4 separate regions of the Mus musculus genome follow, and all the other regions are linked to region 1. Evidence: chromatin contacts called from public promoter capture Hi-C data. All regions are on one chromosome and are shown on one strand. The core of a region is the stretch at or near the end of the contact, and the rest is flanking DNA. Distances in the headings are between cores, read along the strand shown. Region 1 holds the start of Zfp207 (zinc finger protein 207). Region 2 holds the start of Synrg (synergin, gamma). Region 3 holds the start of Taf15 (TATA-box binding protein associated factor 15). Region 4 holds the start of 4930502E09Rik (RIKEN cDNA 4930502E09 gene).

Region 1 (6,292 bases), core at 1,543-4,042:
ATCACAATGGGACAAGGTCAAAACAGAAGAGAAATTCTTACCTGCATGCAATGAATTGCTAAACCAGGTCCTGTGTATAATTTCTTATGACAAATATGGCATTTAAAATGCTTTGCTTTTTGGTGCTGTATAAGGATCTTCTCATCATCAAAATCTCTGTTACAATACCTGGTCATCATTAAGGTTAAAAAACTGCACAAAATTGCCCTCCTGCCAACTAAAGGAAACAAAAGTAATTACATAGTGAGATTCTGCCTCAATATAAATAATATAACAAATGCCTTTCATCTCATCTAACAGGAAATGTTAAAATGACTCCAAGGTTAAGAGCATTTGCTGCTCTTTCAGAATACCCAGATTCTTTTCCCACATCTATAAGGCAGCTCACAACCAGAATGACAGTTCCCGGTGATTCTAATGCTCTTCTGTCCTCCTAGAGCACTAGGTATACAGCATACCTATGTAGGCAAAACACCACACACACACACACACACACACACACACTTCTAATAAAAAAGGAGGGAACTTAATATAAATTCAGTTTTAAAGCTGGGCAATTGTGGCGCATGCCTTTAATCCCAGCACTTGAGAGGCAGAGGCAGGTGGATTTCTGAGTTCAAGGCCAGCCTGGTCTACAGAGTGAGTTCCAGGACAGCCAGGGTTACAGAGAAACCCTGTCTCGAAAAATCAAAAAAACAAAAAACAATTCAGTTTTAGTATTTATATTTGGAAATTACATTAATCATGTACCTCCCGGTCTGAGAACGTAGCTCCATTGTTAGGGTACTTGTCTAGCATGCAATGGGCTGGTCAACTTCCAGCAGTTTGGATGCTGGGTGTAGGGCACACCTACAAAGCCCCAGCACAAGTGGAGGCAGGAGAAACATGCATTTACAGATTTTCGGGGCTATGGTAGTGCATGCCTTTAATCCCAGCACTCAGGAGGCAAAACCAGGCAAATATGAATGAGGCCACCTTGATCTACAGAGTAAGTTCCAGGGCAGTCAGGCTACATGGATGAACCAAGAGTTCAAGTTTTGTGATCCAGCATAGCATGAAGCCCTGCCACAAAGAACACACACACACCCCAAATTTTGACCTTTAAATTATTTCAACATTTACAAATGTACATGCTAAGAGTGTCAGCTAGACAGTAGTGCCTTTAATCGCAGCACTTGGGAGCCAGAAACAAGTGGAACTCTTAAATTTCAGGCCAGGCTAGCCTACAGAGCAAGTTCCAGGACAGACTGAGACACACTGAGAAAACCTGTCTTAAAGAACAAAAACAAATAAAAGGAGTTCCATGAAGGAGAAAGGGTTAACCAAAATCAAGTGAGCCAGGACCAGTGGCACACTGCAGGCAATCTGTGGCAGGAATGACTACATCTGAACTAGATAAACTTGGTATGCAGTCTAAGATCATAAGCCCAAATAAAAATCTTTTAGCCTGGCATACCCCATGCCTTTGATTTCAACACTCCACATGCAAAGGCAGATATTTATTCTGAGTGCCAGGTCAGACAGCAAGACTAACTCAAAATATTTCTTTTCAAAAGAAAAGGCAACTTCAAACTGGGCAGTGGTGATCCATGCCTTCAATCCCAGCACTGGGGAAGCAGAGACAGGCGGAGGCCAGCCTGGTGGACAGAGCAATTTCCAGACAACCAGACCCCCAATCCCAAATAAAAAGACAGAGGGGGGGGGGAGGCAATTTCACAATTCATTAAATATACAATAGAGTTGAAACTGGGAATTCATAATCCATTATACAACTCATGACAAAGGGCACATTCAACTAAGAATCCATAAAATTTCTTCCAGTTTCATTATTAATCTATGCATTCAGGAAATGTAAATTCGCATATACTAAGAGTTCTGACCTCGCAAGACTTTTTCTGTGAGTGCATTAAATAATTCGTGACGGATTTTTAGCTACTTAACTATTTTAAAAACAAATTTGTCTTGAGACAAATAGTTTTCTTGTAATAGATTAAAAAAAATCAGTTTAGCGTAATACGTTATCCACAAAAAAAAAAAAAAAAAAAAAAGAGAGAAAATTGTTTTCCTTCTTAACAGTTTAACCAGTCCTACAAAATTGGGTAACGATAATAGAAACTCCACCCAGTTAAGCAACCGCTTCCCCAAGATTAAGGCGCCCGAAAGAGAGGCGGAAGCCGATTCTTCACCGCGAGGGGGGGGGGGCTAGTCACAGTTCAATTATCCAGGGAGTCAGGACATTTACCCCAAACTCAAGTCCCTTTGTGGGGTCTTCAACGAAACAACGGAGACAGGAGTTCTTAGGGACGACTGCACTTGGGGAACGTCTCCAGGCCCAATGATCGCGACAAACAAGCGCCTGAGTCACCGAGTTCAGCGCCACCAAACTCCGGAGCCCTCTCGCCCGAAGAACCCCATTTTACAAGAAACCACCCCAAATCCTAACCCAGCCACAGCACAAAGGCTCGGCTGGGCCCGGCCGGGCCCTACCAAACAGGCTTAACCCAAACCTATCAGACTTGTGTTCTCAAGAAGCGACACCCACGCTCGGCCTCCACGTCAACCCCACAAAGGATACCAGCACCACGGCTTGAGCTGCTTCTTCTTCTTGCGACCCATAACTGCGCCCTACAGAACAGGCAGAATAGAGGCGGAAAGAAGCTGGAAAAAACAAAAAACAAAAAACCCAAGAGACTCGCAGAGTTCTCCACACCAACCGCCACCAGCGCGTCCCGCAGGAAACAGACACAAAATGGCCGACACCCTCGTTCTATCTCCACCTCCCATCAGCCACCGCGGTGAGAGCTGTGCGGGTCACGTGACGCAGGCTTCGGCCCTGAGTGGCTGAGCGGGCGCTGCCGCCATCTTAATGGGGTTAAGTGGTGGTGGCGCTCCCGGGCTGAGGACGCTGATCCTTTAGAGCTTGGGTCATCCAGTACGTCGGCTATCCCGTATGCAAATTGAAGGGAGGAAAAGATTAGGAGTATAATTAAGGATAGATTACAAATAAATAAAGATAATTGGGACATGGTCAATTTGGGTTTTGTTTTGTTTTGTTTTTTGCTGTTGTGTGTTTTGCTTTTATTTTTTGAGATGGGTCTCTTCATAGCCCTGCTGATAGAGGAAATGACCAAGCTGGCCTCAAACTCAAAGATGCGCCTGCTTCTGCCTGCCAGCGACTGTTTGGGATTAAAGGCACACGCCCGGATTGCGACCTGGTCAATTTTTAAATCTTGTTTCAGTTGCCTTTCGGGAGTGGGGCGTATATGGTCAAGGAAGAGTTACCGTTTTTTTTTTCAGTGAACCACAGTCTAGGAAGCAGTATGGGTGAGATCAGCAGTAGCGATAAGGGAAATGTGAAGTGCTTCAGAATCGCAAAAAGGCAATCCTTAAGCGGCTTCGGAGAACATAGGAATGTTTAGAAAGATGAAAGAAGATGCAGTGGGAGAAAGCTTAAGTTATCTTATTACCTGGGTCTTGTGTCTGTTGTCCCAGCACTCAGAAGGCCAAGACAGAAAATGCTATGAGGCTAAGACTTAGAGGCTAGCCTGGAGAACAAAGCCTGATCTTGTCTTTGAATAAAAAAAAAAAAATTTTTTTTTTAAAATGCAGTGAGCCAAGCATGGATGGTGCATGCCTTTAATCCCAGCACTCAAAAGGCTGAGGCTGGTGGATCTGAATGTATAGCCAGGTTCCTGCCTACATAGAACATTCAGGGTTATGTAGAGAAACCTTGTATCGAAGTTTTAATTACTGATAAAATGCAGTGTTTGAGGATTTGAACTTAAAAGTAACAAGACAGGAAAAGTGTTGCTGGCAAAAGATAATCCTGGAAAATGTGGCAAGGAAGAGTGTAAGAGAATTGGATATTGTATATGCTGAAGTCTCTTGAAACCACAGAAAGGTTCGCAAACAAAAAATGTTGGTGGAACATGCCTGCAATCAGGGAATTCCAGGAGGCTGAGGCTGGAGTTAAAGGTCTAACCTCAGTTACATAGTGAATTAAATAATGCCTGGGATACATGAAACTTCATTTAAAAGTAAGATTGAGGGGCCTGGAGAGATGGCTCAGCTGTTAAGAGCACTGAAACTCACTCTGTAGACCAGGCTAGCCTCAAAAGCAGAAATCCGCCTGCCTCTGCCTCCCAAGTGCTAGGATTAAAGTCATGGACCACCACTGCCTGGCTTAATTACTCCTTTTTTTAACTTTTACAATTTTCTAATACTGCCGCCCAAAGTCTTAGGTTGCCTTTCAATTCTGTCTGAATTCTGTCTTCGGGACAACCTATACTGTGTTTGCACAGATCTATGAGAATCTGATGTTTCTGAGTTCATACGGTTGCTAGGACACTACCCTGTTTTCATGAGATGAACCCCATAAGTGGAATCAATAGGACTCTACAAGCTTGTGCTTTAAAAATGTAGAGTCACAGCCTTGCCTTTAATCCCAACACTGGGAGGCAGAGGCTGGCAGATCTCCAGCCTGGCCTACAGAGGGTTCCAGGACAGCTAAGGCTACACAGAGAAACCCTGTCTTATCAAACAAACAAACAATAAACAAATCAGTAAAAGAGAGAAAGAAAGAAAAAAAAAAGAAGTAAAATCAGGGAATATATCCATGAAACATTTCATGAGTTGTGTTTTTATATTTTCTCAACAAACCCAGGATATTGGGGTCATTTTTAACCTGTTAATATAGATCAGATAGTTAAGGGGCTGGATCTGTATGGGTCTGGAGCTTAGTAGGTAGAATGTTTGCCCAGCATGCACAAAGCTTTGGGTCAACCCTAGGCATTCCATGGAAGCACAGCCTATAATCCCAGAACTCAGAGAAGTAGGCTCCAAAAGGTGATGTCTGACCTCTGTGTCATTTAGTGTGTACATTCCATGCTTAGACCCTACACAATAATGTGAAATTTAAAGATTTATTATTAGTAGTTATAGGTGTATGTGTGTGTCTCTGTGCGTTGGGTGTGTATAACAGGGCCCCAAACCTTAACACAACTGCCTCCATGATGGAACTACCATTTAGGATAGCACTCAGCACTTAGACAGCACTGCCAAAATGGCCTGATTCATCAAAGTTCATAGATATGGGAAATTCTCTAAATGGACTAACGTTGCTTTTTTTCTCTCTTATAGTTCTGTTTCTGGCTAACTGCTCTTGTTAACTAGAGTACGTCAAAGCAGGACAAGATTATTGGGCTAAAAGCTCACCTTGGGAAGTGCTCAGAACTACACTAGGATCCTGAATGTGCACAGTACTTTCTGACTAGCTAACCAAGACTTTCTCTTGGCCTAAACCCACGTCTGAGCAGTCTTCTTGGTATAGATGTCCAAGGAGACCATGAACCTCTGATCTCTCTGGAACTGGAGTTAACAGGGAGCTGTAAATCTCATGACCTGGATTTTGGAAATTAAACTCAAGTCTTTGGCAAGAGTAGTACGTGCTCCTAACTACTGAGCCTTCCAATCCCAAAAATTAAAAATAAAAGTCTTTTTGAGACAGAGTTTTTCTGTGTACCCCTGGATGTTCTAGAACTTTCTCTGTAGACCAAGGTGGCCTCAAACTCAGATATCCTCCTGCCTCTGCCTCTGAGAGCCAACATCCTTGTCTAGCGTCTCAAAATGCTTTTTTTTTAAGATTTATTTTATTTATATGAGTACACTGTAGCTATCTTCAGACACATCAGAAGAGGGCATCAGACCTCATTACAGATAGTTGTGAGCCACCATGTGGTTGCTGGGAATTGAACTCAGGACCTTTGGAAGGGTAGTCAGTGCTCTTACCCCATGAGCCATCCATCTCTCCAACCCCCAAAATGCTTTTTTATAAGTATCCTTTGCAGAACAAAAGACTCTCCCCACAGGATGGGGGAAAATATTGTAAACCATATATCTGTGAAGGGGCTTAGGTCTAGAACATGCACACAACAACTCAGTGATAAAAATACGAGCCATCGCCGGGCATGGTGGAGCACGCCTTTAATCCCAGCACTCAGGAGGCAGAGGCAGGCGGATTTCTGAGTTCCAGGACAGCCTGGTCTACAGAGTGAGTTCCAGGACAGCCAGGGCTACACAGAGAAACCCTGTCTCAAAAAAAAAAAAAAAAAAAAAAAAAAAAAGAGCCAACCTTCCTAGCCTGTGAGGACAGAGCAAGAGGTCATCATTCCAAGAACAAGAAGAGAGAGGGTCCTTTCCTGACACCACACCTGCCAGGCCCTCCTCCATCTGTAACTTCCCTTCTTCCAGACTGGGAGAAATACATTTCCATTTTTATTTGTTCTTGGATTTG
Region 2 (6,045 bases), core at 738-3,237, 3.6 Mb before region 1:
GTTAAAGGCAAATACTGTCATTTATCCGTCTCAAGCATTTACTCTAGGATAGTCCATTCAGTGCAAGAGGCGAAAGCGGTTGTTTGCATGTGGCTGCCTTTGGCTAGCCTTTAAGGAAACTAAGTAGCTAAAAGAAAGTATTTAAGAAACAGTATCCAAGGCAGAAGGCAGCCCTCAGAGTCAGTTGCAGCTGGTAATTTCTTTCTCCCACTGAAAGCTTCGAAAGAAGAGTGTTGGCTTCTGTTTTTCTTCAGTTATACTCTGCTACTTTGTTAGGTTTCTTATAGATAACTTCAGCTCTTAGTATCGCTTTCCCCAAACCAAAATATTCCTGAGTATACAGTTTCTCAGCCCCCAAAAGTATCTAACAAATGTAACACCAAATACCCTTCAACAACCATTGTAATCACTTTGTGTCTCCTATGGATTTACTACCTGTTGGAGTGCACATGAGTTTATTGCCCATGCTCTTTCCCCTAAGACAGGATCTCAGGGTACCCAAGCTAACATCAAACTCTCCCGATAGCTGAGCATGTCTTTGAGCTCCTGATCTTCCTGCCTACATCTCCTCAGAGCTGGATTACAGGCATTCTCCAGTGCAGCTCCTTGGACCAGTGGCATTAAAATACTACAAACCAAACTGAGCAACACACTGAATTTTTCTGTGCCCAGGGGGTCTTCCTTTTTTTTTTTTTTGAAAACATTTGTGCCTAAAACATGAAATTCTTTGAAAATTTCTAGGACTGGTCCCATTATTACTCATACATTTGATTAGATTAATAGAATGCCACTTTAGAAATTGTCATCCTGTATATATTCTGCAGGCAAAAGCAATTTCTAATGCTCACTAATGAAAGACCCCAACGAAACAGTGACAAAACCAGAGGAGGAAGGAAAATGTTTTAAGTTTAAAGTCAAAGACTGTAGAGGAAGCAGAAAACCTGGCCACACACCGTTGCTTTATTCAAGTGACTGCTTTTTTTCCTTCCGTGAATGAGTGTGTGTGTGTGTATTCACAATATGCACCTGAAGGAGACGGTTACTTTAAAATCTTTTACACATTTGAAGTGTAGGTGATTCCAAAATTAAACTATACATTAAAAAAAAAACCCAAATACTTCGCTTTCCAAAGATAACTTAGGATATTTAAAAATAAAAGCTAATTTTATCTCGGAATGTGTGTGCTATATGTCAGCTAATTAAATAAACACAAACTGAGTCATGATAGAAAGGGGAGCAGACTTTCTGGAATCAAACATTTTGTCAAATGAAAATGAACTTGAGTTACAAACACCCCTTTACCATTCTGGATACAGGGAGCATAGCCTAAAAATTATCTGAAATAGAACAAAGAGCAGATTTTTATTTTTAAAAGGAGCTCAATAAAGTCTGGAAGCTTTTGTTTTAAGAGGAGCATACTGCTCTTGGTCAGTGAATTTTCTTTGTTTCAAAATGTCTATTTTAAAAGGAGTCAGACAAATGTTTTTTTCTACTAAACGGGCTTTATCTCAAGACAATTACTAATTCAAAGGTCTTCAGATTTTTCTATTTGTATGTGAAGAAAAGAAAAAAGGACTGGACAGGACGCTCTATGAGAGGAAAGACAGTACTGTACAGTCTTAAAACGGTTCCTCCAGCTTTGCGACTAGACCGTCACAGCCTTCGCTCCGACAGCAGCTCGAGCCCAGCAAGCCTAGCAGGGACTCGCGGGCGCTCGAGGCCCCGCGGCAGGTGCGGTGGCGCCTGCACCCGAGCGCGCTCCCCGCGGGTCCCCAGGACGCTCGCGCCCCGCAACCGCCGCCCCTGCGCCCGGCCCCACCTGCCCACCCCGCCGACCATGGCTGCCCACTCCGCCCGCCCCGCCGACCCACCTGCCTGCCCCGCCGGGCCCCGCGCCCGCCCCCGCCGCGCCGCTGGCTCCGGCTCCCGGCCGCAGCGCCATCTTGCTCGGGGCCGCCGCCGCGCCAGCAGCTGTCAGCCGAAGACAGGCACTTCCGGGGCAGACACCGCCCCACCAAGTCGGGGCCGACGACGGGGCGGGGCTGCGCGCCCACGTGACTTCATGGCCCCCGGGCACGAGCGGCGCGCCCCGGTGGCATTCTGCAGGAGACACAGCACTGCGGCTGGTGTAGTTAGTTTGCAAACCCGGATCTGCACTAATGCACACAGTAGGTCCTGATATAACCAGATGATGGAACACAGGTGCTTTTCTGCTGTTCCTTTACACAGCAGTCGGATCCTAGAGGGCCTTTACAGCTGTTTCCCTTGGCACTCTCTCTTCAGCATCTATTACAGACACTGACAGTACCTTTTACTTAAGTCAATCTAGAGCATACATGGACCCAATACACACGAAGAGGATATCCTCCAAGGTGCCCTACTCATGTGGTCGGTTTTGCCATAGTGAGGCACCGTGAGCACATGCTGAACCTACACAGGGTATTTTTACTTTGACACCTCCAACCCTAACCAAGCTACCTGGAAGTAAAATGTGTTGAAAGTAAGTTTGTTAAGCTCTTAGATAATGGATCAATCACAACCAGTCCCTGCCACTTCTTGCCTTACAGCTTTCGCTGAGACAATTATAATAGGTTATTAGTTTACTAGACCAGTTTTATGTGCATTTAATAGTCTGATGTCCCTGAGTTATTACTGCTATTTTAGAAATGAGAAAAAAAAATCTTGAAAGAAGTTCTTGTAATATGCTCAGATCTTGGAGCTGCAGTGTGTCCACACCAATATGTCCTCAAAGTCCTTGGTCCTTTAACTAGGACCACGCCCACTATTTGTGAGATCTGTTTTCCTTGTTTGGTCTTGTTTACTATTTCACTTTTCCTCTTCCCTGGTCAAAGCTAGCATTTATATAGGAGAGTCCTTACTGATATGTATAGGAGTTTAAATCCATTCCTGACCCTTTTTTTAAAAAAAAAGCTGATACAAGTTTTGTAGCTACTTCATGGACTGGGTGGTTGCTCAGAAAAAATAAAGAGAAAATAACTGAATGGGGATTATCAACACGATCTGTTACCATCTCTATCTGCATCCGTCCAAGGACACTCCCCACCTGTGTTAAGAGTCTTGTTAGGATGCTTTGAGATCACAGCCCCATACCACATAATCGTTTCTATACTTCATCACTGCCGTTAGTTGCTAAAGAGTGGTGCTGTTAGCATACAAAGCTTCAGACACAGAGATAGGCACTTTTACTCTTAAAACACAGGAAAAGCTGAAGGTCTAAAATGAAAATGCAGCCGCAATGGTTTCAAGTGTATACCCACTTCAGGATATACACTGACTCAACTCTCTGCAAGAACAAAACAATTACAAACTTTTAGTTTTTATTCTCTAGAGCAGTTTATTTAAATGAAGCCTGATTTTTTTTTTAAATCTTTATCCCATCTATTCAATATCAGTCTCATGTCTGTATTCTCAGCAGTAAAGGGGCTGAAACAGGAGGATTGCTGTGAGTTCCAGGCCAGTCTGGGATACAGAGATCCCTTTTCAAAACAAATACACATTTAAAAGGAGGTCTACTGTGCTGATTTTAGACTAAAGTATCAACTGCCTAGAGTAAAGGAAACAGGCTTAATTCAGTTGCTGGCAGTCACTTATGTTGTAGTCCTGTGGCAGCACAGGCCCTGAGAAATTCTAGGCTCCAGTCTTAAGTGCTTCAACTTGTACCAAGCCTTTTTTATTCCACTGTACAAAGCAGGTAATTAAGGAAAACCTGCATACTGTGCACTGCCTTGGTCCAAATGATCACAGTTCTCTGTGGAGGGTGGCTGAAGCCCATCAAGTCTCAGCAAAGATAAGCATCTGAGACAATGAAACGAGGTGTATCGTGTAACGGGAATGTTCTTCCTCATCAGGATAGGATAGAGTGCTATCTGCTTTCAGGCAGTCATCTTGGTGGAAAGAGACAGGAAAGAACATGGTTAAATGATGGAGAATGAAGTCAGACAGGGAAAGGCTGATCATAACCTTACAGTTGCAACATTATGACAGCTAAGCATAAGCTTCCTCCCCAGTGCAGTACAGGTCAATTTCAACAGGCTCAAGTTTCCAATCCTCTGGAATTTGGATAACCACAGATGGGGGACCTCCTTACTGTGGCTCCTACCACAAAGAAACACTAAAGGGAGTGCTAGGCTCCTTCCTGTGTCTGGCCTGTGCTGCTGCTCTTGTTTGCATCCCACACAGCGCTGGCTCTCCATACACACAAGTGTGGATGGTGCACTCAAACTCAAGGTTTTATTTTAAAATTCTGTTCCAGACGCCTCTCCACAGCATGCATCACACTTTCCTTCACACTTGAAGGGCAAAATCCTTAAGAGTTCACCACACTTGGGTGTTATTTTAGCATCGGCTCTTGTTCTTCTATAAGAAGTATCTCTCTGGATTCAGGCAGAAATGCCAATGCCTGTTATTTTCATTGTATAAATCCCACCTACAAAGTGAAGCTTGATGCATCACTACATCAGAACCATTCTGTCCTCTCATATCCTTGTGGATTTCAAATGTTTGGTAAAGATGGTTGTAAGTACTCCATGAGAATCCATGCCAGGCTCATAAGTTACACTGCAGGGATTGCCTTCTAAGGTATTTATTTTTTAACTTTTCTCTTTGAGAGTTTCTTTCTTCTTGCTGTTTTGGCCAGCAACCTTTTTCCTATGAAAAGGAAGACATACTGAATTAGAAATTCCATATGAATTTACTTCTATAACCTAACCGAGGCTAAATAAACATGTGCTAAAAGTTACCATACAGCAAAGCATCCGAGGAGCTGGGAACAAAGATGTTTCCTACGTCTTGGTCTAGCATTAAAATCACTGTCCATATGAAAAACGTTATAACCAACTACACTACTACATAGCACAAAGGAGAGAGTTTGGTCTTGACCCAGTGGTTCTGTGGTAAGTACTGGACACTGCTGTTAAGTGTTGTTTGCACATGCACTTTCAAATAAGACAACGAGGCAGAATGGATAAAACCTGCTGGTCATCACACATTAGACAAGCAGCTTGCCCAAGTCACCCAAGAAAGTTCCTATTAGAATCAGTTTTTAGGCTCCAAATCCAAATCCACCCCTCACCACACCAGGCTGGGTCTAGACACTGAGGGATCGGGTCCCAAGTTTAATGTGGAAGCTGAGCTGAAGACATAAACTTATACACCCCAAAGCAACCTGTGTCTGTAATGGAGAAAGGAGCATGAACTAGATCATGATAGATCTTGTTCTTATGTTTAGAAAGACGGTCTTTAAATTAGAAGCAAATGGAAAGAAAGCCTTAAGGGTATGGTTGATACCACAAGACTTAACCAGCACTTCCAAGGCTGCTTGTAGCTTAGTTTTAATAAGCCCAAAAGAATGCTATAAACACAAAACGTTTAAAGTGCAATTATCCAAATAATAATAATAATAACGATTATTATTATTAAAGAAAAATACTGCTGTATCCTATTCAAATTCAATGATCTCCATGTTATGCTCCATCTGACCTTCAGGCTCCAGAAAAGCCTCCACCAGCTTCTATTCAGTACCCGAGAGACATCCACTTGTAATCTTAATTTAATCTCTGACAGGTGCCTAACAGCTTTCATGAGATTCCAGACAAACTACCTGCCACACAAAAACTCTACATACACATAAACACACATGTATATACACACACAGCCCTACAACACTGTATTAAGAATTCATAAAACTGAGGAAGTACCAGTGAAATTTAAACTATTAAGCTTCCAAATCTTTGTAAGTTTGTAGTGTATTCCTCCACACTCACTTTCGAGAAAACACAAAACTCTGGGACACCCTGTGCACTGCCAACACCTGGAGTGAACTTTGTATTTCCACAGCTTTAGAAAGCTGTGCAAGTCTCCTGTTCTGCTTACAAGGGTGGCACAAACAGTTTCATGTGATTGATCACCTTGTTCGTTCTAAAGACCTAAATCTCACGTGTCCTTTGACACATCTATCTCCTTGAAACCTCCTGTAACTGTATCAGCCCCCAAGACCTTCCTTATATAAATTCCTTTGTTTAAAGT
Region 3 (6,213 bases), core at 1,672-4,171, 3.1 Mb before region 1:
CATGCTAATGAAATTTTAGAAAATTATATTTTGTTCCTTTTTTTCAAATCTATGTGGCCTTTCCATATAATATATTGTTGGGGAGGGGTTTGTTTGGTTTTTGTTTTAAATCTTCAACCTAAAAACATTTTCCCTAATCCTGTTTGTCGTTTGACTCGTTGACAGCTGCTCCTAGTTCAATATTTACCTTGAACTCACCTTTTGAAAAATTTGAGTCTCTCAGATTCTTTGGACCTAGGTTGTGAGAATTCCTCACAGTGTACTTACAAATAATAATAAATAAACCTTAAAAAAAAAACAAAAAACTTCAACTCACTGAGGCTTGGTGAACACCTTTAAGCCCGGCACATATGAGGCAGGTGTTTCTGTGAGTTCCTGGCCATCGAGAGCTAGTAAGACCATGTCTCAAAAATAAGAACAGTAAGTTTTTCATTTATTTCCAACCAGGAACCCAAAAACATTAATTAGCCCAGACTTTTTAAATTTTTATAATATTTTGTGGTCTCCTAAAGGCTAAATGAGTACTAAAAGTAAAAGGTTCCAGATTACGAACTCTTAAGAGTCTACTCAGTATCTAAGCTTCCTGGTTACTGCACACACTAGGACTTTTCCCTTTGTTCATTCCTTCACTGATAGTCCTTCAAATCTATAATTAATCTGTAAAACCAAGATTTATAAGGATTTCAGTTTTCATTATCTGGCTAACAGGTGAAGGATTCACTTGTCCTTAGATTTGCAAGACCTATACTCTCTATCAGTTAACTGCCAAAATAGCTCTATGCATACCACACTGGCTTCTACATTTTTACCATGGGTCTTTCTGCCACAGCAAACATCTAAATAAGTCAATTAAATTTCTAAGTGTAGTCTGGAATGTTTAAAGGATGTAGCTTATTAATAATACTAGTTACTTACAGGGGGGGATTTATTCTGTTAAGTGTATTAATTTAACACACATTAAACAAGTCACTTATTCAAAAGTCAAGGTATTTCATATACATCACAAAACATATTAAGTTGTATATAACAGTAAGAAAAAAATCCTAACTTAAGCCTTTAAATTTAAATCTTTCATTGAAATTACTCAGTCCTATAAAAATGTCATTGTCTTATATAAATAATTACAATAAAAAACCAACAGTGTGGACCAAATGTAGCAAGCTTGCAATGCCACTCAGGAAGCTGTTAAAAGATGATGAGTTCAAAGCCAGCCTAGGACACACTGGAAGATCCTGTCCCAAACAATCCCTGAGCACTGCTTACACTGAATCTTGGTAATTCCTACATGAAGAGAGCTATTTAATTTTCTAAGTCACGGTTAACCTACATATACCCTTCCTAAGGATGCACTTGTACATCCTTTTCTGGACCTTTACCTGGAAAAAATATGCCAATTTCTCCTCTGGAACTAATAATCCCTTGTTTGAACAAAAAGCAGAATTTAAAAAGAGCTAACTTCACTTCAGCCTAGCTTTTTCCACCATACAGGTACCCTACCCAAAAAGATGAGATTTCTAGCTCCTCAGTATCATTGCTAATCTGAGGGAAGACCATCATTCTCTGTCCCGTCTTTCTCGCTCCTTTTGAATCTTCTCCAATTGCAGATTTGATCATACACATCCCTCCAGGTGGACTGGGAAAACCTTTAGAAAAGGATTGCCAATTAATTAATAAAAGGGCAAATCTTCCAAGCATAGTGGTGCACACCTTTAGTGCCAGCGGTTAGGTGGATCTGTGAGTTTGGGGCCAGCCTGGACTCCATATCGAGTTCCAGTTGAGCCAAGGATACCTCATGAGATCCTTTCTCTCATAAGTAGGTGAAAAACTACCAAAGTCATTATGTCATCTCAGCCATATGGCTTTAGGCAATGTTTTCCTCAGAAGTAAAGAACTCTCGTTCTGGGTCTGTCTTTGCCACCTGTAAGTGTAGCCCAAAGAAAGGACCTTATGTGGTCAACTGGAACTGTTAGAATTCAGAGGACTTTTAAGTTCTGGTTTAACAGGACCCAGACTGCCTGTCCGGAGGGGGGAAAGCCTCACTTCCACACAGCAGTGGCCTCTATAAATACTAATTTGAGGAAGACGCTGTCCTTGGTCTCTAAAGTCTTAAGGGAAATGCCACGAAGACCTAAAAGTGCTCGTCAGTAACTGGCAAGGCTTAATTCTAAGTTCAGGAGATTAACAAGTGGAGGAGGGAGTACAAAGGTGAAGCCCAATAAACAAACACCGCCCCGCAACCCCAATGGTTACAGCAGAGGGAATGACCGTAGCGCGACTTCGGGTAAGGCAAAGTGCTTCGAAAAGGGCTCCCAGAGCGTAAGACTCCCACCTGATGAATGGGTGAGTCAGGAAGGCCCAGCTCCACTTCTCGGATGGGGAAACAGAGGAACGAGGTGGCGAGACGACCGGCCGGAGGCCTCGCTGAGAGATCTGAGTCGGCGCGGAGGACCCGAAGCCCCCAGTCCTCAGGCTGATGCTCAGATCTCGGCTCCCCCCGCCCTTACGATGGCGTAGACGGGCCTCCGCCCCCCCCCCAACTCACACACACCCTCCCCGGGGAGCTGCTCATCTCCCCAGGTTCCAAGGGCAGGATCAAAAGAGCTCCGGGGCGCTCCCGCCGTGATTTGTAGCCAGGGAGCGTTGGGAGCGTGCGTGCCTCCGGTCCAACATGGCGGCGACGCGGCCGCCCCCCTCCCTCCCCCCACCCCAGCCTCCCTCAGGCCGGAGTCTTTCCCTCGCGGCCCTCCGGTGGGCGGGAAGACGGCCAGAACCCACCGGACCCCTTCTCGCCGCTGCCGCTGCTCGCTGACGGAGTCACCTACCCGACATGACTAACAGCCGCGGCGCGGAGCCCCGCCACGGCCCGCGGAGAACAAGGAAAACGAAAAGCCAGGCGGCGCGGCTGCTGGAGCTGCTCTGAGGGCGGCGCGGCGGGCTGAGGCCGACTGCGGGCCCTCGGCAGCCAATCAGCGCGCGGCAGGCGATACCACTGCGCCGAAGCCGGAGGGGTGATTCCACGCCACTCCGTTCCGCCGAGCCTTAGAGTCCTCCCGGATCTCCCCTCCGCGACCGTACCATTATTGAGAGGGAATTGAGAGAGGAAAGTACCAATGCCCTCCTGGGGCTAGGGGAGGAAAGCGAGCCAGCTCGCTCCGCCCCATTCACAACCCCAGTTCTAGTTTTACCGGGTCTGGTAGACTTTGAAGCTATGAAGCGAAAGACGAGGCTCCCCTTTTATAAATAAGAACTTAATGCCTGGGAAAGTCGATTCTTCCTTTAAAATCGGGAATGGTGTGGTCGGCCTCGCTCGGGCTCTTGCTGCAGAACTTGAACCACTTGGGGGCGTCCCGAGTCTGGGCAGCGAGCGGAACGAAAGTCGTGACAAGCTCCATACCTGATCGCCTCCGGGGCTGTTATAACCACCTTGTCCAATAAAAAAATCGAAGTGAGACCAGAACAAAAATGTGACTTCAGTCTAAGTCACGCGCATAACTGGCTCCGGGAATAAGGAGACACGGGAATGGATCTTTCTTAGTCCTCTGTAACAGCTAACTCTTAAATTGTCAGCGCCTTACATCATCTCATTTAATTCGCACAACAGACTGATGAAATAGTTTCCCCCAGTTGCGGATACAGCCGGATAGCCTGAGGCTAACCAAGGGCAAAGGTGGAATTTTGAAGCCTGGTAACCAGACCCTGTTGCTAAGGGGTTTTACCGGAAAGCCGTAGAGTAAGCTCAGTTGGGAAAAGGGCTTGGAAAACTCGAGAATCTGCAAGGACATTTCCCCGAGTGAGTGACACCTGAACGAAGACCTGGGTGATGAGTTATTCAAGTTGAATTGGGCAAAAGATCTGTCCAGACTTGGTGTAGAACAAGTAATTTGATATGTTTGAAGTGTAGCCTCCAGGGGAGAAAAGTTGAACTTGCCAGAAAAGTAGGAGGGTATATAGCTGAGGCCTCTTAGTTTGAACTTTGTCCTGAAGGTGGTGGATCCACCCACTAGAGAACTTCAAAAGGTGGAGATTAGATATGTATTTTCCAGCTGTAGAATGAAGAATAGGTTGGAGTTGCGAGGTGCCTAAAAGTGGGAGAGAGAAGCGAGACTAAGAATTTTGCTCAGTGATCCAAGCCTGGCCTAACATGCTTGAGTCCCTGGGCTCAATTCCCAGCACTGATAATTTTTAAAACCAATTGAGGTAGCATGGCCCAGTACTAGAAAGTGGAATCAGGAGGACCTCTGAATTTGAGGCCAAACTGGTATACATAGTGAGTTCCAGGACACACAGGACTGCAGAGGGCCTTTTTTATTTTTGTCTTAAAACAAAATATTTTAAGCAGGAAGATCACTTGAGTGGCTTAATAATAATGCTAGTGAGAGAGATCGCAGTGCACTGGACTCATAAAGTAACTGCAGAGGGAAGTGCAGAAGTCACAGACACTTAGGAGGCCATGAAAGCCTATGCAAGAAATGGCCAGATAGAGGTGTCCTGCACTGTGACAGGGACCAAGCGGAAAAGACTAGAATGGAGCAAAGAAAGGGTAAGTTCAGAATTGATACCTTCAGGTCAGAAAAGAGCATGAGGTCCTTTCTCCTCATTGTATCTGTATAGACAGAGGATTTTAGGAACCTTTAGACAGGACCAAAAGGCAAGGCTAAAGAAATAAAGAAATAAAAGTTCTTTCATGACTATGAGCCATGGTACTTTAGCATCTGTATCGAGGAGAGGAACCCAGAGAAGAGCTTATGCAATTGTAGAGAACCAGGCTACAGGAGAAAGAAAGATCTTCTGGGTTCTAATTTTGTTTTTGTTTTTAAGAAAGATATACAGAGTATTGCTCATCTTTGACAGTGTAAGTTTATATCATTATCCAGTTTCCATTTCCTAAGATCTACTCTGTGTGTAGAACCTGGGAAACCCTAGAGATAGAGAAAGAAACCCAGCCTGCTGGTCTCAGAAACTGCAGTCACATAATATAATAGGCAGGGTGCAGGCCTGTGGTCCCTACCAGACTTGAATGTTCCAGGGGTGGAAAGTGTTCTAAAAATAGGACACTTCATCCATAGGAAGGTAGCCTTATGAAGGAAAGCCTCCTGCATGAGGTGCTGCCTAAACTGAGCTATAAAGAAAGATCAGGAACTAGCCAATAGGTTCTCCAAGGCTAGCAGCTGTGATAGAGCACTTTGGGTAATATAAGTGCCCCTGATTGGGTTGTCAATGGGGTTCAGGGATGATGGAAGATAGAAATGGGGGGACCGAGGTGGACATTTGGACATGGAGATGCATGTGCATAATCCAAGCCAGATGGAGGCTGAGGCAGGAGGATCCTAAGTTTGAGGCCATCTTGGATGACAAAAACCCTAGAGAGAAGCGTGGTGGGGGACAGGCTACTTCCTGAAAGGTCCCGTATGCTTTATGGAGGATTTTGAATACTATTTTTTTTAAATGGGAACTTCAGGGCCAGCGAAATGTCACATCAGGTAGTCAGTTACTGTCATACTGAAAACCTAAGTTCTATCCTTGGGTCCTGCACTATAGGAGAGAATTGACTCTTGCACATTGTCCCCTGACCTCCACATGCATAAATAAACGAACAAATAAGAAAAGTGGAAGCTTCTGAGGAAGTTAATTTAGGAATGACAATTAGTTTTCTATATCCATCATCTCTCATTTTCTGGGCAGGCTTGTGAAATAAGAGTCTATATTTTGTAGATGATAACCCCAAAACCCAGAGAGGTGAGCACTTTTATCAAGGACACACGGCCAAGTGGGGATAGACGCAGTGCTCCTCCCAGCCTTTGAACCGTGGTCAGTGACCTATGCACAGTGTCCGGGACCTCCAAACCTGAAACTCCTCCCATGTCTATACTGTTCCTGGTCATTCTCCACCAAAGGTAGAGTTGCAGATCAAGCTCTGTGCCTTCTGCCTCCCATGCTTTTGCCTGATCGATGAATCCAGTGAGCCATGATTATCTCGGCAACAAGCTTCCATCTTTACCCACTTGTGCTTTGTGCTGCCTTCTCCTGCTCCTGTGATGTCCACTCACCTGGCCCTTGTCTACACACTGAGAGAAGAGAGCAAGAACATTGTTTTTTTAAGATGTATTTATTTATTTCATGTATGTGAGTACACTGTCACTGTCTTCAGACACACCAGAAGAAGGCATTGGATAACCATTACAGATGGTTGTGAGCCACCATGTGGTTTCTGGG
Region 4 (6,520 bases), core at 81-2,580, 4.4 Mb before region 1:
ATCATAAAGGATGGCTATCTGAAGAAGGTAGACATCAAACAGTTTGTTGGTTTTTTATTTTTATTTTTTGTTGTTGTTGTTTTGTTTTGTTTGAGACAGGGTTTCTCTGTAGCCCGGGTTGACCTGGAACTCACTGTACACCAGGCTGGCAACAAACTCAAGAGATCTGCCTGCTGAGTGCTGAATCAAAGGCATGTACCACCAGCTGGCATTATCAGGCATGTATGGGTACACTGTTGGTGTCTTCAGACACACCAGAAGAGGGCATCGGACCTTTTTCGATAGTTGTGAGCCACCACCATGTGCTTGCTGGGAATTGAACTCGGGACCTCTGGAAGAGCAGCTAGTGCTCTTAACTGCTGAGCCATCTCTCTAGCCTTCATCACACTTCTCTTTTTTTTGTTTGTTTTGTTTTGTTTTGTTTTGTTTTGTTGTTTTTCACACTTAATGTGCCAGTATACTTACTGTGTTTGAGAAAGGGGCTCATGTTTCAGTTGGCCTGGAATTCACTCTCTACTAAAGGATGGCCTTGAACTCGTGGACCTGTCTCTTATGTCCCCTTACCGGCTTGTGCCACCATGCCTTGTGGTAGAGCTCTGTTGGCTCCTGCACAAAAGAAAAACAAAAATATTGTTTTTGTTGTTTTTTTCGAGACAGGGTTTCCCTGTATAGCCCTGGCTGTCCTGGAACTCACTCTGTAGACCAGGCTGGCCTCAAACTGAGAAATCCACCTGCCTCTGCCTCCCGAGTGCTGGGATTAAAGGCATGAGCCACCACGCCCGGCTCAAAAATCTTATAAGGGTATATTATGCATGCTGTTTAAAGTTATGGCTACCACGTGATATTCAAGTTGTCAGCTTCTGCGGGTGACTATTGATGTACATCGTGTAACATTTGCGCCGTTGTAGGACTGGGAGTGGTTGATGTCAAGGACGGTTGAAGACGTGGTGCCATTTAGGTGTAGAGTACTTGGGTATTTTAACCATTTACTTGGCCAGTGAAGCCAAAGGATCAGGTACAGTGAACAATAACCCTTCCTCAGGTCAACTGGCCTTGATGGCAGAGGCCCTTAAGCTTTTTGGATTGAATCCTTACTGTCAGTCACCAGTGGTTTGGGAGGGCACTGGAGTAACCTTTAGATCCCCCATCCTGTCCTCAGGCCTTTGGAAGTAGGGCTGATTGAGCAAAGGAGGCCTTGAGTGCGTGCGAGCGTGCGTCCTCTTCCTCGCAGATGGAGGCTCTCCACCGCAAAGGGAAGCGCTCACGGTAAAAGCAACTCCACCGGCTGTCAGGCCCCACTTCCGCGGTGGGCCCCTATCCTCAAGGCTGTGCGGTTTCCGCCTGTCGCGGGAAGGACGGGCTCGTGCGCGGGCGTGGGCGTGTCCGGAAAAGGTGGCCACTCGGACGCCATGTGGCCCAATGCGGAGGTCCCGAGGGCGGAGCCCGGGCCGGAGGCCGGGCCAATAGTGGGTGGGTCTAGGCGCAACTCCAAGTTGCCGGCGTCCCCCACTGCAGTGACCAGGGAGCCACCGATCTTCAGTAACCCCAGACTAAGCTCCCCGCTCCCAGTGCCTGGTTCGCCGAACGAGGTGGGCAGACGGCTCGGGACCATGACTAGAGCTGGCATGGAGCGGTGGCGCGACCGGCTGGCACTGGTGACGGGAGCCTCGGGGGGCATCGGTGCGGCCGTGGCCCGGGCATTAGTCCAGCAGGGACTGAAGGTTGTGGGTTGTGCCCGCACCGTTGGCAACATCGAGGTAAGGCTCCGCCAGGCAGCGGGGACGCTCTTGGGGGAGGGGGGAGTACGTCGTTTCCATGGGGCAGGGCTTTGAGTGAGGGGAGGGAGAGTTGCCGTGGCCGGAGCCAGAGACCCTGCTCTTTTTGAGCCTACTACCCTAGGGCCATTTGCAACGGCCTTGAGAGCAGGAGTGCTGTTTAGTAGCGAGAGGACCTAAGTTCTCTCTAAGTTCTATTTTTATAAGAGCCATTCACTCCTGATAGTTCGTGTCGCAGCAGAGTACCAAATCCTGACCCCTGGTATTCTCTTCCCTTACCCCTGCCATCTTGTGCCCCCTATACTGGCAGGTGAAAGAGGAAGCCAGAGGTCAAGGGCTAGCTAGGCAGCCAGGGAGAAGGGGGAAAAAAAGAAAAGAAAAAAAAAAAAAAACTGGCTAGTCTAAGTGACTAGGTTAGTTTCATCTTGTCCCCAAACCTCACCCAAGCCACACCGAGTAAAGTGCTGGCCAACCAATGAACAAGAAGCTAGTGTTTGACCCATGACTGAGGGTGAGGTTAGGGTGGAAGCTAGCTCTCCTTTTAATTCAAATCTGAGCTCAACTCACATGCCATGAGCCTAAAGAGTGAATGGAATATTTACTTGTAGATCTCTTTCTCTCTCTCTCTCTCTCTCTCTCTCTCTCTCTCTCTCTCTCTCTCTCTCTCTTTTCTGATTCATTTTCCTAGGTGGGACTGAGTAGGTGAAATAGGGCATTAAACCTGTAAGTCTTGAGAAAATAAAATGTTACGGATCCAGAACTCCCTAGTTTTTCTCTTAACATTCTTTTGGGGGTTCCTGGAGTTATGAGCAGCATCAGATCAGAAAAGATAGGGAGGAGATGCCATTTGGGAGAAGACAAGAGAAATTCCCATTATTTGCCCTGGCAGGACCACCTGCAGGGCTCTATCTTCACCATGGCTCAAAGTCCTCTGACAGAAAAGGGTAAGGAGGCCTTGGGTGGAGGCAAAGGGAGAAGTTGTTGCAGGAAGGAGGACTGTCCCCTCCCCAGCTACTGGCCAAAGGTACACTTTATAGCCTCTCAGATAATCCCAAGGTCACCTGCCTCCACCATTGCCTCACTTCACCCTTCTCCTTCCCTGGAGAAGCACAGGGCCCAGCCCCATCTTTGGAGCTGAGAGGATTAAGGCCAGGATTGGACAACTGGATTCCCTAGGTTTTTTTTGTTTGTTTGTTTTAGTTTTGATTCCCTAATTCTGAAGCCAGTCTTGCCTTCTTTTCCACTTCTCTACCCTAAACTAGCCAGCAAAGGGATTCCCCGAATCCTAAGGGAATCTCCAAGCAGATCAGTCAACCCTAGGGTGGCTGCATGTCATTAAGAGAGAACCTCTTTGCTGTGTGGGGACAGCCCTGATTTCAGGTCATTTTGGAGATCAGATGGAGATGGCAGAAGTGAAGCAAGGAGGGACAATGACAGAGAGATGGATAATGTTCTACACATACACACACACACACACACAGACATACATACACATAGACACACAGACATACACACAGAGACACACGTATACATAGAAACACACGCAGATGCACAAACACACACACAGACATACGCACATAGACAGACATATACACATACAGACACATAGACATACATACACACATAGACACACACACACAGACATACACACAGACACACACATATATACACAGACACACACACAGATACAAACACATAGACACAGAGACATACACATACAAATAGATAAGTATACACATAAACACATAGCTTTGCTGCTGAGGACTTTTAGTCTGGAGGGAGATGAATTCCTTTTCTGGGTTCTTGCTTACTATCTGTTTTTATTCATTGATGAATTTGCTGATATTAAAACTAAGTTTGGGTTCTGGTATTCTACTGGGAGAAATCCTATTCTGTGAGGTAGACATGGACAGTAAAGTCAGGTGGAAGGGGGCTTCTGAGTCCCAGAGGGGCACTATTTTTTAAAAAATTATTTATTTATTATTAGTTGTACGAGTACACTGTAGCTGACTTCTGACGCACACCAGGAGAGTGTATCAGATCCCATGACAGATGGTTGTGAGCCACCAGGTGGTTGCTGGGAGTTGAACTCAGGACCTCTGGAACAGCAATCAGTGCTCTTAACCATCTGGGGCATACCATTTCTTAACTCACAGAAAGTTACAACAGCCACCTATCTAGTTCTAGGACATCCAGAACTACATAGAGAGACTCCATCTCAAAAAAAAAAAAGAGCAGGAAAGAATTTATTTGGTCACCTGATTGAGCCTTTTATTTCTAGCTTCACTGGGGAGGAGGAGGGCTCTAGGCCAGGGCAGTTGGCCAAATTGGCTTTCCTCTATGGCAGCTTCTCCCCGCACCCCGCTGCAATCACACAGTCACCTTCACAAGGCTCAGTCACTCACTGGCCTCCCACAGCCTACTTGCTTCCAACTTCTAAATGTCAGTTCCCTCCAAGCTCAGTGGCTCTGCTTTCTCAGGGCTCTACGGAATGTCCTGAGGATATGCACAGGGAGTGTCTAAGAGTAGGTGGGGAAAACTCAGGATGGGGCTGGGGTAGTAGAGATTAGAGAGTCTGTCTTGACATCCTGACCACTTGTAGGGAGAAAGAGGAGCACTCCGTTGAGAGCTGTGTATAGGACTCACCTTTAAGTTCTGTCTGCCTCCTGGGAAGAGAAAGTGGCAGTTCAGAGCTGAGCCCTTCTGGGAGGGACTGGCTGATGTTAAAGAGAATTTGGGCCCTGGAGTAACCAGCTCAGCATGTCTTGGCAGTCAGTGGTGGAGGAATGACATGGGGCCAGAGGTATATGTAGATTTACTTCCAGGTATTAGAAGGTGTCAAGAGAATCTCCTTCGCATCTCAGGATCCCTGCCTCCCCCCTTTTCCTTAGCACTGAAGACTTTCACGTATATGTGAGACTCCTTCTTGATCGGCTTGATTATTTTCCTTCACTCAGGGAGTGTCCTCAGCCCCTTAGACTTTGACCAAACAGACCAAGCTTTGGGGATGGGCAGACCCTGCCTCTCTCGTATGGCCAAAAGGTGGCTGCCACTAGAGCTCTCTGGGTAGTGACCTGGGAGGGAAGGCTGACCCTGGGTGGGGAGGTTTGGGAGTGAGCAGCACACCCCAGTTAGACTCCTGTTGGGTTTCATAGGAGCTGGCTGCTGAATGTAAGAGTGCAGGCTACCCCGGGACTTTGATCCCCTACAGATGTGACCTGTCAAATGAGGAGGACATCCTCTCCATGTTCTCAGCTGTCCGATCCCAGCACAGTGGCGTGGATATCTGCATCAACAATGCCGGCATGGCCCGGCCTGACACCCTGCTCTCGGGCAGCACCAGCGGATGGAAGGACATGTTCAATGTAAGGGTTCCAGAAGTGGGGCCAGAGGCTGGGTGGTGAGAGGAAAGAAGAAAATAGGGGCCTGCAAGACAAAGGAACCCTAGGGACAGTTTCCCTCCCACCGGGGCAGTTTTGATTTCCCACTTACGACTTGTGTCTCAAGGGTAGTGAGTGGATAACATCCTTCCAGCTCCCAATAGTTCTCAAACTCTAGACTGGTTGGGATGGAAGAAAGATTGCAGGGGAGAAAACTATAGTTTGTTTGTTTTTTTTAATGTCCCTGCCCATGCTGGATACCTGGGAACGTGGTCTTAGGGGACGAAAGGGAACAGGGATGAGAGAAGTTATGTTTGCAACCCAGCCCCGTTGTAACTGCGGCTCAGGCAAGTTCACAACAGCCTCTGAGCTTCAGTCCTGTCAAACTTAATTGGTTTACATTACCTGTATTCCTAATTAAGTTTGATACCTAGAGATCATCAATATCACAAACTCCGCTGTCGCCAGGTATGGACTACAGAGTGTGGGAGAGCACATGGCCTTTATAAAGGGGTGGCCCCTGCTCAAATCCAGGTTAGTTGTTCCACTGCAGTATGGGCAGATCTTTGATGCCAGAGCATGTATAGGCCAGGGGATAGTGAGATGGCTCAGTGGATGAAGGTGCTTACCATTAAGACCCAGAAACCATATGGTGGGAGAAGAGAGTTCCTACAAGTTGTCCTTTGACCTCCACATTAGCAGTGTGACACACACACACTAAGTAAGTAAGTTAATGTAGTAAGAGCGTCTACAGGACAAACCCAGCCTGGAAGGCATGCATTTCCAACTTCCAGGCTGTATTATAGGGTGGCATTAGGGCAGTGGTTCTTAACCTGTGGGTCATGATCCCTTTAGAAGGGCATCAAATGACTCTTCCACAGGGGTTGTCTAAGAACTCCAAAAAATACAGATATTTACATTATGATTCATAACAGTAGCCAAATTACAGTTATGAAGTAGCAACGAAAATCATGGTTGGCGCTAAGCACAACATGAGGAACTGTATTTAAGGGTCTCAGGATTAGGAAGGCTGAGAACTGCTTCTTTAGGGTGTGAAAGTATTTAAGAGGCTGAAAGCAATACCATAGCCCTCTCTACATCTGGTATCATTAGGTCGGTATTACTAGGTACTTAGAAGTGGAACACTGAACAAGAAAAAGGAAGCTTTGTCCTCTGGGAGGTCAGAGTGACAACCTCATGTGTAGAGGCATATAGCTAACCCTGACCCTCAGCTCGCCCACCTGTAAAATGAAGGACTCCTAAGTGTCCAAGGCCCCTTTGTTTTGAATATCTCCTAAGTTCATTAGCCCCATCTTAGTAGGCCCTAGACCTAGGAGATTCGTTTGTCCCAGGAGATTCATGCTC

The links. Promoter capture Hi-C pulls out the DNA fragments that hold promoters and counts their contacts.
Region 2: a contact with region 1 is called in a promoter capture Hi-C map of pre-B cells. The contact joins the promoter of Synrg here to the promoter of Zfp207 in region 1. A contact is called at or near these places in 2 of 39 promoter capture datasets (liver and pre-B cells) and 1 of 484 Hi-C or Micro-C datasets (CD4 T cells).
Region 3: a contact with region 1 is called in a promoter capture Hi-C map of pre-B cells, with 2.4 times the contacts expected there. The contact joins the promoter of Taf15 here to the promoter of Zfp207 in region 1. A contact is called at or near these places in 2 of 39 promoter capture datasets (cranial neural crest and pre-B cells) and 1 of 484 Hi-C or Micro-C datasets (CD8 T cells).
Region 4: a contact with region 1 is called in a promoter capture Hi-C map of pre-B cells. The contact joins the promoter of 4930502E09Rik here to the promoter of Zfp207 in region 1. A contact is called at or near these places in 1 of 39 promoter capture datasets (pre-B cells) and 2 of 484 Hi-C or Micro-C datasets (CD4 T cells and CD8 T cells).

Annotation. Positions count from the first base shown.
Region 1 is chr11:80,379,779-80,386,070 of GRCm38.p6, reverse strand. It overlaps Zfp207 (zinc finger protein 207), which reads right to left and starts at 2,792. Exons shown (of 12, transcript NM_001130169.1): 1 at 2,576-2,792; 2 at 42-168. The coding sequence starts at 2,616.
Region 2 is chr11:83,960,373-83,966,417 of GRCm38.p6, reverse strand. Synrg (synergin, gamma) reads right to left here and starts at 1,987. Exons shown (of 20, transcript NM_194341.2): 1 at 1,872-1,987. The coding sequence starts at 1,942. It overlaps Ddx52 (DExD box helicase 52), which reads right to left. Exons shown (of 15, transcript NM_030096.2): 15 at 3,330-4,668. The coding sequence ends at 4,611.
Region 3 is chr11:83,469,816-83,476,028 of GRCm38.p6, reverse strand. It overlaps Taf15 (TATA-box binding protein associated factor 15), which reads right to left and starts at 2,921. Exons shown (of 16, transcript NM_027427.3): 1 at 2,823-2,921. The coding sequence starts at 2,829.
Region 4 is chr11:84,823,988-84,830,507 of GRCm38.p6, reverse strand. It overlaps 4930502E09Rik (RIKEN cDNA 4930502E09 gene), which reads right to left and starts at 1,330. Exons shown (of 3, transcript NR_046281.1): 1 at 1,096-1,330; 2 at 466-606; 3 at 1-18. It overlaps Dhrs11 (dehydrogenase/reductase (SDR family) member 11), which reads left to right and starts at 1,505. Exons shown (of 7, transcript NM_177564.5): 1 at 1,505-1,757; 2 at 4,931-5,140. The coding sequence starts at 1,611.